3 separate regions of the Mus musculus genome follow, and regions 1 and 2 are each linked to region 3. A link is a contact called in public HiChIP or PLAC-seq data. All regions are on one chromosome and are shown on one strand. Each heading gives the region's core, a stretch centred on a gene start, on an enhancer-like site or on the middle of the called end of the contact. The rest is flanking DNA. Distances are from core to core; before and after follow the strand shown. Region 1 has its middle 180 kb from the start of Gm23860. Region 2 has its middle 150 kb from the start of Car8. Region 3 has its middle 33 kb from the start of Gm23860.

What was found. HiChIP or PLAC-seq counts read pairs in DNA pulled down with a chosen protein or histone mark.
Region 1: a contact with region 3 is called in a RAD21 HiChIP or PLAC-seq map of pro-B cells, with 5 times the contacts expected there. The contact joins two enhancer-like sites. A contact is called at or near these places in 2 of 15 datasets of contacts at CTCF or cohesin (large pre-B cells and pro-B cells), 3 of 484 Hi-C or Micro-C datasets (the Ba/F3 cell line, embryonic fibroblasts and tail fibroblasts) and 1 of 115 datasets of contacts at active chromatin or transcription factors (large pre-B cells).
Region 2: a RAD21 HiChIP or PLAC-seq map of pro-B cells shows a contact between it and region 3, with 3 times the contacts expected there. The contact joins two enhancer-like sites. A contact is called at or near these places in 2 of 15 datasets of contacts at CTCF or cohesin (large pre-B cells and pro-B cells) and 2 of 484 Hi-C or Micro-C datasets (the N1E-115 cell line and cerebral cortex).

What each region holds. Positions count from the first base shown.
Region 1 is chr4:8,004,004-8,007,704 of GRCm38.p6, reverse strand. No RefSeq gene overlaps it. Among named protein-coding and RNA genes, the nearest start is that of Gm23860, 180 kb to the right of the region's middle. Within about 2 kb of position 2,369, at least 2 of the 459 cell types and tissues checked have an H3K27ac peak or open chromatin away from gene starts, as enhancers often do. A contact at or near this core is called in pro-B cells, where this site is marked.
Region 2 is chr4:8,083,443-8,087,019 of GRCm38.p6, reverse strand. No RefSeq gene overlaps it. Among named protein-coding and RNA genes, the nearest start is that of Car8, 150 kb to the left of the region's middle. Within about 2 kb of position 1,874, at least 35 of the 459 cell types and tissues checked have an H3K27ac peak or open chromatin away from gene starts, as enhancers often do. A contact at or near this core is called in pro-B cells, where this site is marked.
Region 3 is chr4:7,851,902-7,855,570 of GRCm38.p6, reverse strand. No RefSeq gene overlaps it. Among named protein-coding and RNA genes, the nearest start is that of Gm23860, 33 kb to the right of the region's middle. Within about 2 kb of position 2,015, at least 19 of the 459 cell types and tissues checked have an H3K27ac peak or open chromatin away from gene starts, as enhancers often do. A contact at or near this core is called in pro-B cells, where this site is marked.

The sequences.
Region 1 (3,701 bases), core at 1,120-3,619, 150 kb before region 3:
TCTGTTGATGTCAATGGCCAGTGATTGATTCCTGTAATTTTGTTGACATTGGTGGTGGTGGTGGTGGTGGTAGTGGTGGTGTGTGAGTGTGTGTGCATGTGTGTGTTGTATGTTTGTGCATGTGTACATGCACACATGCCCACTCACATACATGCATTTGTCTTCTTTGATTTTGCTTTTCTGAGACTACTCTCTGTGTTTTTATGGATGTAGTTAACCTCGTAAGATTAGAAGGTTTTTTTTGTTGTTGTTGTCATCATAGCTGACATTGTTGGAATTGTTATGTTCTAGCACCTTCTACGGGCCTGGATTTGTAGATAAATATTGTTTAAATTTAGATTTATCATGGAATATTTTTTTTCTCCATCTATGGTGATAAGTTTTTCTTGGTATAGTAATCTGAACTGGCATCTGTGGCCTCTTAGAGTCTGCAGTGGTGCAGTAAATCTCCAACCCCAATAAGCCCATGTAAAAAATACACAGTACAGTTATTATATTTATGATTTGAATGCCTAGATTGGGCAGGTCTACCACTACACTACTATATTCCCCAGCTATGAGATCCCTTGCTACTTGTGGCTTCTCCAGGCCATGCAGTTCTGCTCCATCTTCCTTCCATCTCTTCTTCCTCTGTCCTTCCCTTTCTCTTCCTCCATTCTCTAAGACCTCCAGCCCCACCTTTCCCTTCCACTGCCCAATAACAGGCTCTAGCCTTTATTCAACCAGTTAGAATGGGAAGAAAGTTCACATGAAATCACCTGAGTATGTGATTCCTCTTGAGGAAGCAGAATTCACATCAGAATACAAACAGCACCAGGGCAACCCACAAGTCACCATGCGATGGAAATGTCTTCCTACTCCTTTTTACTGCAACACTATTAATAATGATTGTTTACTCAGACTACACATCCACCAAGAGATGAATGAGTAGAGAAAACGAGGTCATGTATATTATGCGACTTTTTTTCAGTAATAAAAGAAAGTTAAACTATGTCATTTTCAAGAAAATGGCCTAAACTGGAGATTATTGAGTTAAATCCATTTAGCCAGACTCAGAAAAACAAATCTCACTTTTTCTCTCAGATGAGGTGTTCTAATTTCAATGTAAAAAACGTGAAAGTAGAAGAGAGACTGGAATGTGGGAAAGAATGAATGGGGGCAGGTAGAGGGAAACAGGAGATGGTAACATGGGCTAATTAGTACATGCTATATGGAGAATTTTATTAAACCCATGATTTGTGTAATTAATATATACCAACAAAATGCAGGAAGAAAAGACTGGGAGTGTGTTAGAGTGCTTGTTTAATGTTTAAAACCCTGGGTTCACTCCTCAGCACTATGGGAAAATGGGGTGATTTAAAACACACACACACACGCACACACACACACACACACACACACACACACACCAGCAAAGTAAAATGACAGTACTCCCACAAATAAGAATCTTTAGGATATATACATATGTTGACTTCTATTAGTTTTCCCTATTGTTTTTATTTTTGTATTTATTTTCAACTGATCCACAAAGTCAAAACTTGTACATATTAATATATTATTTTGTGTTAAAGTATTTATCTTTTCAACATTTATCCTTTCTTTATGGTGAAAACTTTCAGAATATTTTCTTCTAGAGCTTTAAATGTGCAATATGTAATCTATAGTTATCTTAGTAGGACAGCATGCTGGATTCCTGTCTATCTGTAACTGTGCCCAGTGAGGAACGATTCTTTATCTTTCTATTCTCAAAGAGGAATTTTAAAACAGTGTTTATGACAATGTTTAAGTGTATATATGTTAAAAGATGAACACGAGAAAAGACACAGATGATAGAAAATAGAGGCAAATGAAAATTTCAGATACTAAATATTGAATTTACTGTATATTATGAAAAAATAAAGCAAGCAGTTAAAATGAGCTTGACACTAGAAATCTAATGCAGAAGGAAGGAGAAGAGGGTGGAGGGAATGGCTGAGTGGCCTTCTTAAGCATGTGTGAGCTAAGACCGAGTGGCTACAATATATGTAATAGAGTTTCAGAAGGAGAGAGAAGGGATGATGGGTAGAAGAAATCCTTGCAGATAATGACCAAAGTATTTCTCATCTTAATGAAAAGGGTAAGGCTTAAATATATGAAGAAAAATTAATCACAATCAAATGTTTTTAAAGTCAGTGAGAAATACAAAAATATGGAAATGATTCTTATTAAAATGGACACACTTTCCACACTGCAAGGGTCCTCAGCTTCAGCACTGTAGGAAATGTGCAGATAATTCCTTGATTGAGGGAGCATTCTTGTATTGAGAATGTTTAGCAACATCCTTCACCTTTGCCCACTAGATGGCAGTAACAACACCCCTCAGTGGCAATCAAAGTGTCTGCAGATGCTGTCTATTTCCCTTGGGGAGAAAATTGCCCCCTATCAGGGATCACTGTCCATAGGAGCACAGATGAAAATAATTTCAGAGTTCTTATGAAAAATTTGCAATCCGGATGACAACAGTACACAGCTTCAAAATGTCAGAGGAGGGGACTGTCAAATTGATATTCTGTATTCCCTTAAAATGTTCCTTAGAAAACCCATTTTTATTTCAATAAAACTACAGCTGAGAGAATTCATTGCCAATAATCTTGCACTATAAGCAGTGTGAAAGAAAGTTCTCCTGGCTTGAGGGAAACGATACAAGTAGAAACAGTTTTATAATGAAATAATGCCAGATATGGTGAATATGAAGAGAAAAATATAAAATGCCATTTCCTCTGATATTTTTTATGTCCTTAAAATATTCTTGTCAATTTCGATCAAAAGCAATACTGTACACTGTAAGATTAGTAGCAATGGGACAAAGAATGGTACAGAGGGAGAAACATGTGCTATGCATGAAGAGGTTCTCACTTGAAAGCAACTTGTGCTAAGTTATTGTAGATATTCATGCTACAAACTGTCCAGCAGTCACATTAGTAAATACATATGTTGAGTCAGAGATATCAAGGATGGGATGTGATGAAAGAATTACTCAGTTAATGCAGAATTCCTTGGTGGAGAGGAATGAAGAATGGATCACGTAGGAAATGCACAGACTTACATCCAAATATGTCAATGAATATGTGAAATAAAGTAGTCTAAATATTCCAGCTTAAAAACAGAAATAACCAGACATCAAGAGTTAGCTGTATGCTTTCTAAATGTAGAAACAGTTTTCTCCAAAAAAAAAGGGGGGGGGTGGTAATTCTCTACTGCATCAACAATATGGCTAGTGTCATGAAAGATTCTTTCCTAAAGAACACTAACATTTTATTTCATTTTTACATTATAATGTTTTAGCCTCATTACATTTTAATCTTTGAGGCTGAGCAACACAGGCATATTTGTAAAATTGTGAAAAAAGTGAGCACTGGGGACAGCTGCGAGGAGTTGTAGATTGTCAAAGGAAACATCAGGTTTTGCCCCAGAGATTAACCACCCTGAACCGGCTAGTCCAAATAATGCCAGTGGCAAAACACCACTCCCCTTGAAGAGTGCTTCTTCCTTTGTTTTTGAAAAAAATTCAATATATTTGATCATGTTTTCCCTTCTCCCAGTTTCTCCTATTCACTTCAACGTTATGCTTTTCTCTCTTTCAAAAATAAACAAATAACAACAACAGAACAAGAAACCCAATCCTTGCCCTCCAAACAACACAAAAATAAAAAAAAAAAAAT
Region 2 (3,577 bases), core at 625-3,124, 230 kb before region 3:
TTTCTTCTAACAAATAAGACTGTCAAGACAGTCACTCACAGGTGTATCCAGAGACCAACCTGGTAAGGATAATTATTCAATTAGGGCTTCTTTTTCAGGCAGTTATAAGCTGTGTCAAGTTGATTGTGTTAAGTAGGTCACCATCTCTCTTGCTTGGGACCTTGAGTTCCACCAGTCTTCACTTGAATTACCCTTCCATCAGTAAGCCAGCATCCTATAGGGCAACAGTGACTTAATGGTCTTTATAAAGCCACAGAAATATTTCTGTTCTGTCATTATTTCTGAAAAATAAAGCAAACCTAAGTTTTAAATTTTGTCTATATCCTCAGACAACACGTATCATTTAAGCATTTAAAACAAATTGGAATGTTTAGAAATAAAAATAAAAAGAAACCAAGAGTCAAACATTTAAAGTCTACACAAAAAGAATTGTAACTTGAGTTCCCCGATCTATCATGTTTATTGCTTCTAGTCCAGGACCAAGTAAGAGTCGAATGGATGGCCAGGCGACCAAGGTCTAGGTGATGGGTAATTGCCATTATTTCTGGCTATGCAGCATACACTGTGCCTTCTTCCATTCAGCTTGTACCTCCCTCGGATGAGGCAGTAGACTTGAATGTCTGCAAGCAGAGAGGAGAGCCAGAGACTTCACTGCATCCTCTCTCTCCAGCCGTCTTGGGTGTGGGTAGTGATACACGCAGGCCTGGGCACTGTCAGTACATCTTCTTGACTTTTCCTGCAGGGCTCTTCTGTCTTCCTCTAGCATTGGGGGCTTCACTATGCTCTAGCATATATTGTTGTATGCGTCATGGAGACAACTTGGCTTTTGTTTCCTTGCAATTGAACATTCCATCAACTAGTTAAAAGGGTACGTGGCATTGTAGTGTAGGTATTGTCTTAGACAAAATGTCATTTATCGATATTGTTCCAATCAAGGTACGGGATACTTCTGCACCTTGCTATTATAGCATTGCTGCATTCTAGCTGTTGTGGTCTTAATTTTAATGTTGTAGTTCACAAATCCAGAAAGCATGGTTCATGTTCACCTTCCTTATACCCTAAAGGAATTATGCCAAGTCATAATTCCTGTGGCTGATATCTCTGGAAGCCAGGTGACCTTAAAATATTGTCATTAACATAACATTCAACAGATATTCATATGCTGCCTCCTTTAAACTTTACATTAATCACAATCATTAAAGAAATTAGCGACAGAAGCCAGCCTCATTAGTTTTAATTCATTCTGTGATGTGTAATAAAACACAAAGAACATGTGGCCTGTGGGAGAGGCCTGCTTTCAACAGCTCCTCTCACTGGTATGAATGAATACTGAGTCACCTTTAATTCAATTCACAGGTTTGATTGTCACAAAGCCTTAATTAATTTGTAACCAACACTTTTGCCCTCCCATCCCAGAAAGCAAACTGTAGCTTTCTGATGGTCCCCATAATTTAACGATAGGCCTCTATCCCCCGAAAATAAGACATCCAAAAGTGTTTCTGTGTGGTTTGCGGTTTTACAGAAAGGCACTGAAGACTACAGCAACCAGGAAAACAGCTGGCCCTGCAGTTTCAAAACCGGGCATTGTTTCAATCAGCCTGCTTTATAGAAACTGTCAACGCTAAGCAATCCGAGACCCCACTAAAGTTTGAGAGGAGGCATCTCCTGTGAGCCCTTGCCTTTCTAAAGCAGATCTGCTTTATGTCTCAGATTTGCATCTGTAGCGAGAAAATAGAAGCGAGAAGCTCTGTGGGAAGATCTAGAGTCTAGGGAAACCAGCGGCCAGTCTTGTGGGCAGCTTTCTATGCCTTTGCTGCTGGCAAAGCTTCCTGTGGAGGGAAGCTGGCCTGTCAGGGACATTGGCAATACCGGCAGTGGCCACCAGAGGATGTTCTTCGCATAGCTTTGCGAAGCCGATCCGTCCCACAGAGCAAGCAGAGCAGCTCAGAGGTCAGAGAAATCTCTAGGCCAACCTTAAGCTCTAGCATCACCACCTTCAGCCTAAGAGACTGAAGCAGGTAAAGAGATTTCGCGAGGACTTCTCAGCTTCAGACCTTGACTGCACCGTGGCTGGCTAATCACAAGACCATTCTTGTTCAGTTTCTGCAAAGCAGCCATTTTGGCTGGTAGATTTAAAACATAGGTCTATAATTATTACTGTAAGATTTATGGTAATACTAAAAAAGGGGAGGTGTTTAAAGGACATTTTAATTTAGTGTTCCTTAAGGAAAATGGCAATTGGATATATGCTTTGTACAAATCTCCCCAATAAAACTCTACCCAAAAGATAGAAAGGACACCTGTCCTTCGTAAGAAACTTAGAACTGCTGTAATATAGGAAGGTGGGCTACAAATGCCAAGTGTCAATCTAGGAGAGATAGAAGCAAGGGTCATATAAAAGTGAGTGGGTGGGCAGGATCTAGGAAGGGTTGAAAGAGAAGAAAACATAAAATTAAAATAAATTTAAAAATAAGAACATAGTTTTAAAGTGAAAAAGAGTCAACTTACTATCAGTTTACCTAATTATACTAATTACATTCTTTTTGTCTGCTACAAGGACACATGAAAACATGCAACATATTTAAAAAATACATTAAAGGCAAAGCACTTGTGTGCATGTCTGTGTGTTTCTTTGCATGCTTTTACATTTAAGAGCACATCCTTTTGTGTGGATACCCATTTGAAATAGCACTTTCTGCTTCCAGTTAAAGAAGGAGGAAGGCTACTCTCTATCCCTTTGCAATTAGCCCTTTGTTATGAGATGTCTTTCTAGGTTTGATTATCTTACATACTTCACATAGAGGGGCAGCGTGCAGTGTCTGCCTTCCTGTGATTGGCTTATTTCCCTGAGTCACAGAGTCCTCAAGGTTTGTTCATTTCACCTTTTGCAAACCTCCTTTTGAGATGGGGTGAGGGGTGGGGAGATGGCTCAGTGGGTGAATTACTTGATGAGCAGGCAAGATGTGCATCCTTCACACCTGTAACTTTAGTAAGGGGGTGGGGGCATCCAGCCTAGCCAAGGCAAACCTGAGAGCTCCATCTGCTCCCAAATGCCAAGTGTCGAGCTAGGAGAGATGGGAGCCATCTACAGTTGAATGGGAGAAGAGGTGCCCCCCCCCCCCCCCCCGTGAGCAACATTCCATGGCTTTGCTTAGAAGAGATCCTACCTTAAAAAAAAAAAAATCAGAGAATAGTAAAGGAAGACACAAACATTGGACTATGCCCTGCACATGTGTATTCATGGATGAGTCCAGCTACATTCACATGTTTATGTACACAAGTGTAACACATACACACACACACATACACAAACAACAACAAAAGGATAATTTCCACTGTGTATTTATTTAACACATCCTCTATTCATTTATCTTTCAAATGGCTATTTAGGTTGTTTCTACATCGTGGATAATAGTTAATTGTGATTAATATATTTATTTTTATTAGGCTCTCATTTATTAATGTATTCATTTAAATTCATTATTTGTGTGTATTTGTATGTGTGTGTGTGTGTGTGTGTGTGTGTATGTGCTCTTGCACTCATGCCCTAGATAAAAAAGAACTCCCTTTTTAAGAG
Region 3 (3,669 bases), core at 766-3,265:
TTTGTCTTTTCACACTGGCTTTCTTGTCAGCGTGGTCATGGAGAGTTTTGGGGAGAAAGCACTTGGCTATTTATGCTTTGCAACTCTGCAGTGTAAACACATCATTTCTTCATGTTACCAGTAATGTTCTCATTGTGAAGTCCAATAAATTCTATCATAAGAACTATGCCCAATGGCAGGTCACAGCATTTTTAAACTCATCTATTGGCTTTTGAGAATGCAGACTTCCCTTTTCCTTGTTTTTTTTTTTTTTTCTAGCTCTGTGATCAACACTTTACTGTTTAATTCATGAATATCTCTGATTTCCCTGTCTCATTAGTGTTTATTTTTCATACTTCTTCTTGCCCATTGGACTTTCCCTTTGTGCACTCTTTCCTTGGAGTTTTTACTTACTTCTAACACAGCTTAGTCTTTTTTCCCTTCTATATTAGTTGTACATTTCAGCTTTAGATTTTAATTCATTATGATCCTATTAACACCTTCAGCTGGTCTATCCATTGTCTTCAACCTCCTTCCTAGAGGCTCCCAGATTGTAATACATAACAGCACACAACAGCTACCCGATGAATGTTTATTTTGCTATACATGAGCACCCACCATCTAAATTCTACATCGATATGATAAATGATCACTGAATGCTGGCCATAGTCTCAAGCAGGATCAGTTCTGACTAATGCTTACCAACCTTTATTAGGTGTGGGTCTTCCTATTTTTACCGTTAAATCTAGTGCAAGAGACACACATTGGTTTTATCTTTTGAGACAATCCTGATGAAACATCATTTTTGCTAAAGTTATTGAGACAGACTCTAAGGTCCCACAGTGCTTAGTAAGAGACAATGGAGTGGTTGCCTAGCAATGGCTGTTGCAGCTCTGAGAAGAAGGAAGAGAGACAAAAGTGTGGTGATCTTACTAATCCTAGTCTATGAGATAAACACTTGTAGTATGAATATTAATCAAAGCCAAAATTTTGCTTCCTGGCTTACAGCTTACACTTTCATTTTAACTAACATCTATAGTTGTTTATAATTCCTAATATTTTGCTTCAGCAAATTCCTTATTCTTCAAGCAAATCTTACAAGTTTTATGCTATGATTATTTCCATAATTTCCTAACCTAGAAACATAAAACATCACCCCACTGCTCCCCTTTATCTTCTCTAATTTCCATTCCCTGCAAAAAAATAAAACAAAACAAAACAAAAAAAAAAAAAACAAAGGCCTTCCTAGAACATCTTAATCCACAACACAGGCACCTGGTGTTCTGGAAATCAAATTGTCTCAACTCTTCATTTATCATTTAAACACACAATTCTTTCAGCTATATCTCAGGATATTTTGACTGAACTACTGAGTGCCCCTTGTGGTATTGGTTCCCTTTATTCTTTGTGGTATCTTCTGTTACATTTTAAGGGAGTCCTTTTGCCTATCATATAAGCAACCTGCTTCTGTTTGGCTGTTTTTTTGGGGGGGGGGTTGTAGGACTCTTTGCTTAATACATTATCTTTCTTATAGCAGGAACTCATAAGAGGTTTTATTTAGTTATTACGTAGTCCAGCATATGTTTTATTTATATCATTGTATTTAGTCTGTGTAAAACCCACAAGGTTTAAATATCTAATATCAAAATATACCAATACTATGAAGTTTAAAAGGAATGAATAAGAAACAAAATGTTTGTCCAAAGCAAGCAATGTTGATAGTAGCTGCTGGACATTTGGTGCAAATGAACAGAGGAGATGCTAAAGGTCTCACTGGAGAATGCACTGAAATGTCTTTTTCCTTAGATATTCAAACTCTGTTAGTCAGAAGACTAACTTGGGAGTGGTCATATACCTCTGTCTCTTCTTAGATAACTGCAAAGTGTTCATGAAGAGACCCAAAATTTCTAGAATACCTTCTAGAATCTATACAACATGAAATATGCAAGACCGCCAAAGGTCTGTGTGTGTGTGTGTGTCTGCCAGATGCCCTGAAATACTTTGTAAGGTGTAATTTGACTGCAGCCATCATGGATGTCCACTTGGGGGCACCAAAATGATGCCTCTGTTTTCTTTATTTCTCATAGCAAGATTATTTTACAATGATTCTGTATGCAATTATTTTAGTATGAGGACAAGTTGGTAATGGTTTATATTTATCATTTATTCAAGCAGCTTGATTTTTAATGCCTGTTATCTCTCTATTAATGAACTAGAAACCAGTTGCTTCCAAGAGTGGGTAATGTCCTCCTGATGGGTAGAACATTGGGCCAGGAAACAGCCAATACAAGAGCCAGAATAGAATCAGAGTTTCAGGGACCTCAGAGGTTAAAACCTGACCTCCTGCTAATTCACAAATACCCTCTGCAATGCCCCTGGCAAGTAATCATCCCCTTCCAGGTCTGGAGGACTGCTGGGTAATTGAGTGATTAAGCAAACTGCTTAGAAATACATTACAGAATCATAGGATAACTGTGTAGAAAAGGACCTTAGCGATGAACAAGCCAACCCTTGACTCCAAGAATTGGGCTAGCAAGGTCAAGTGGTTCACTCATGTCTGAAAGTTAGCAGAGCAGCTAAAACTACACTTTTGAGTGCCTGAGTCAGACAATTATGCCAGCATAGTTAGTGCTCCTCTGTTTGTTAAACTGTGGTGACAACCGTGAATAGAAAATGAGGAGAAGCCATTGCACAATGAGGATGCTGGACAAAATATTCTGATTATAGAGTTGTGGCATGTCCTGGAAGTGGAAGGGAAGGAGTCACAATTGGAAGTTCAGTTAGAAATTAATCAAATCAGGCAATGCAATTCAATCCAAATTGTGTCATGCCCAATAATAATAATATTTTCAGGACCACTTTCAGGAAGAATGGTGGCAGAAACCACCAGATTTGAACAAGAATTATTTATCTTCCCAGTGATCTTGTCTTGCTCCCAGGGTTAGAAGAATTCACTCGTTAATTCACACTATTCATTTGGGTTTCACTTTTTGGTTCATTTTGCCAGGCTTATCTGGTAGATACAAGTAACTTTAAAAATACATGTATCTCCCCGTTGAACTGCAGTACTTTCAGCTGTAGCTCCTTATTTGAACAGCTTGAGGACTAATTTGAATCGCACTTCTCTTGTGGGTGTTCCAAAAGCTTGTGCTATCTCAGGGAGTTGCCTTGTGGAGACATTAAAGATGTTTTTTAAATGAAGCACATCAAGATTCGCTAAATTACATATGGTTTGATCTAGGAAAGGACAATTGGAGACTTCATTAAAATAGATTTATTCCAACTTCATGTATGGAAATAAATTTTCTTGTGATAACTTGGTCTGTGCCCATCCAGATTGTAGCATTTCCCTAGTTTCTAAATTAAATGTTTCTACATGTGAATCTTGGCTCTATATGGGCATATATTAAAAGGCTTAGTCATCATTATTTTAAGTATCCCAGAATTGAGTCAGGTTTCTCAGGAGCTTTGCAGCTTAGTCGCTTGCTTTGATTTGGTTCACTTTCAATTATCTTCCCTTCCTCTTCTCCTGTGTTTCTGCTTTTAAAAAAAAAATATCTATTTTAACTTTAGGTAAGAACTAAACTATCTTCTGTTGCATAAATCTTGGTCTTCTCTGCATTGTTGCCTTTAAGTGCTGAGCCTTTTTCTAGTAGAAGGGAGAGATTCCTACTTCAAGGGGACAGATTT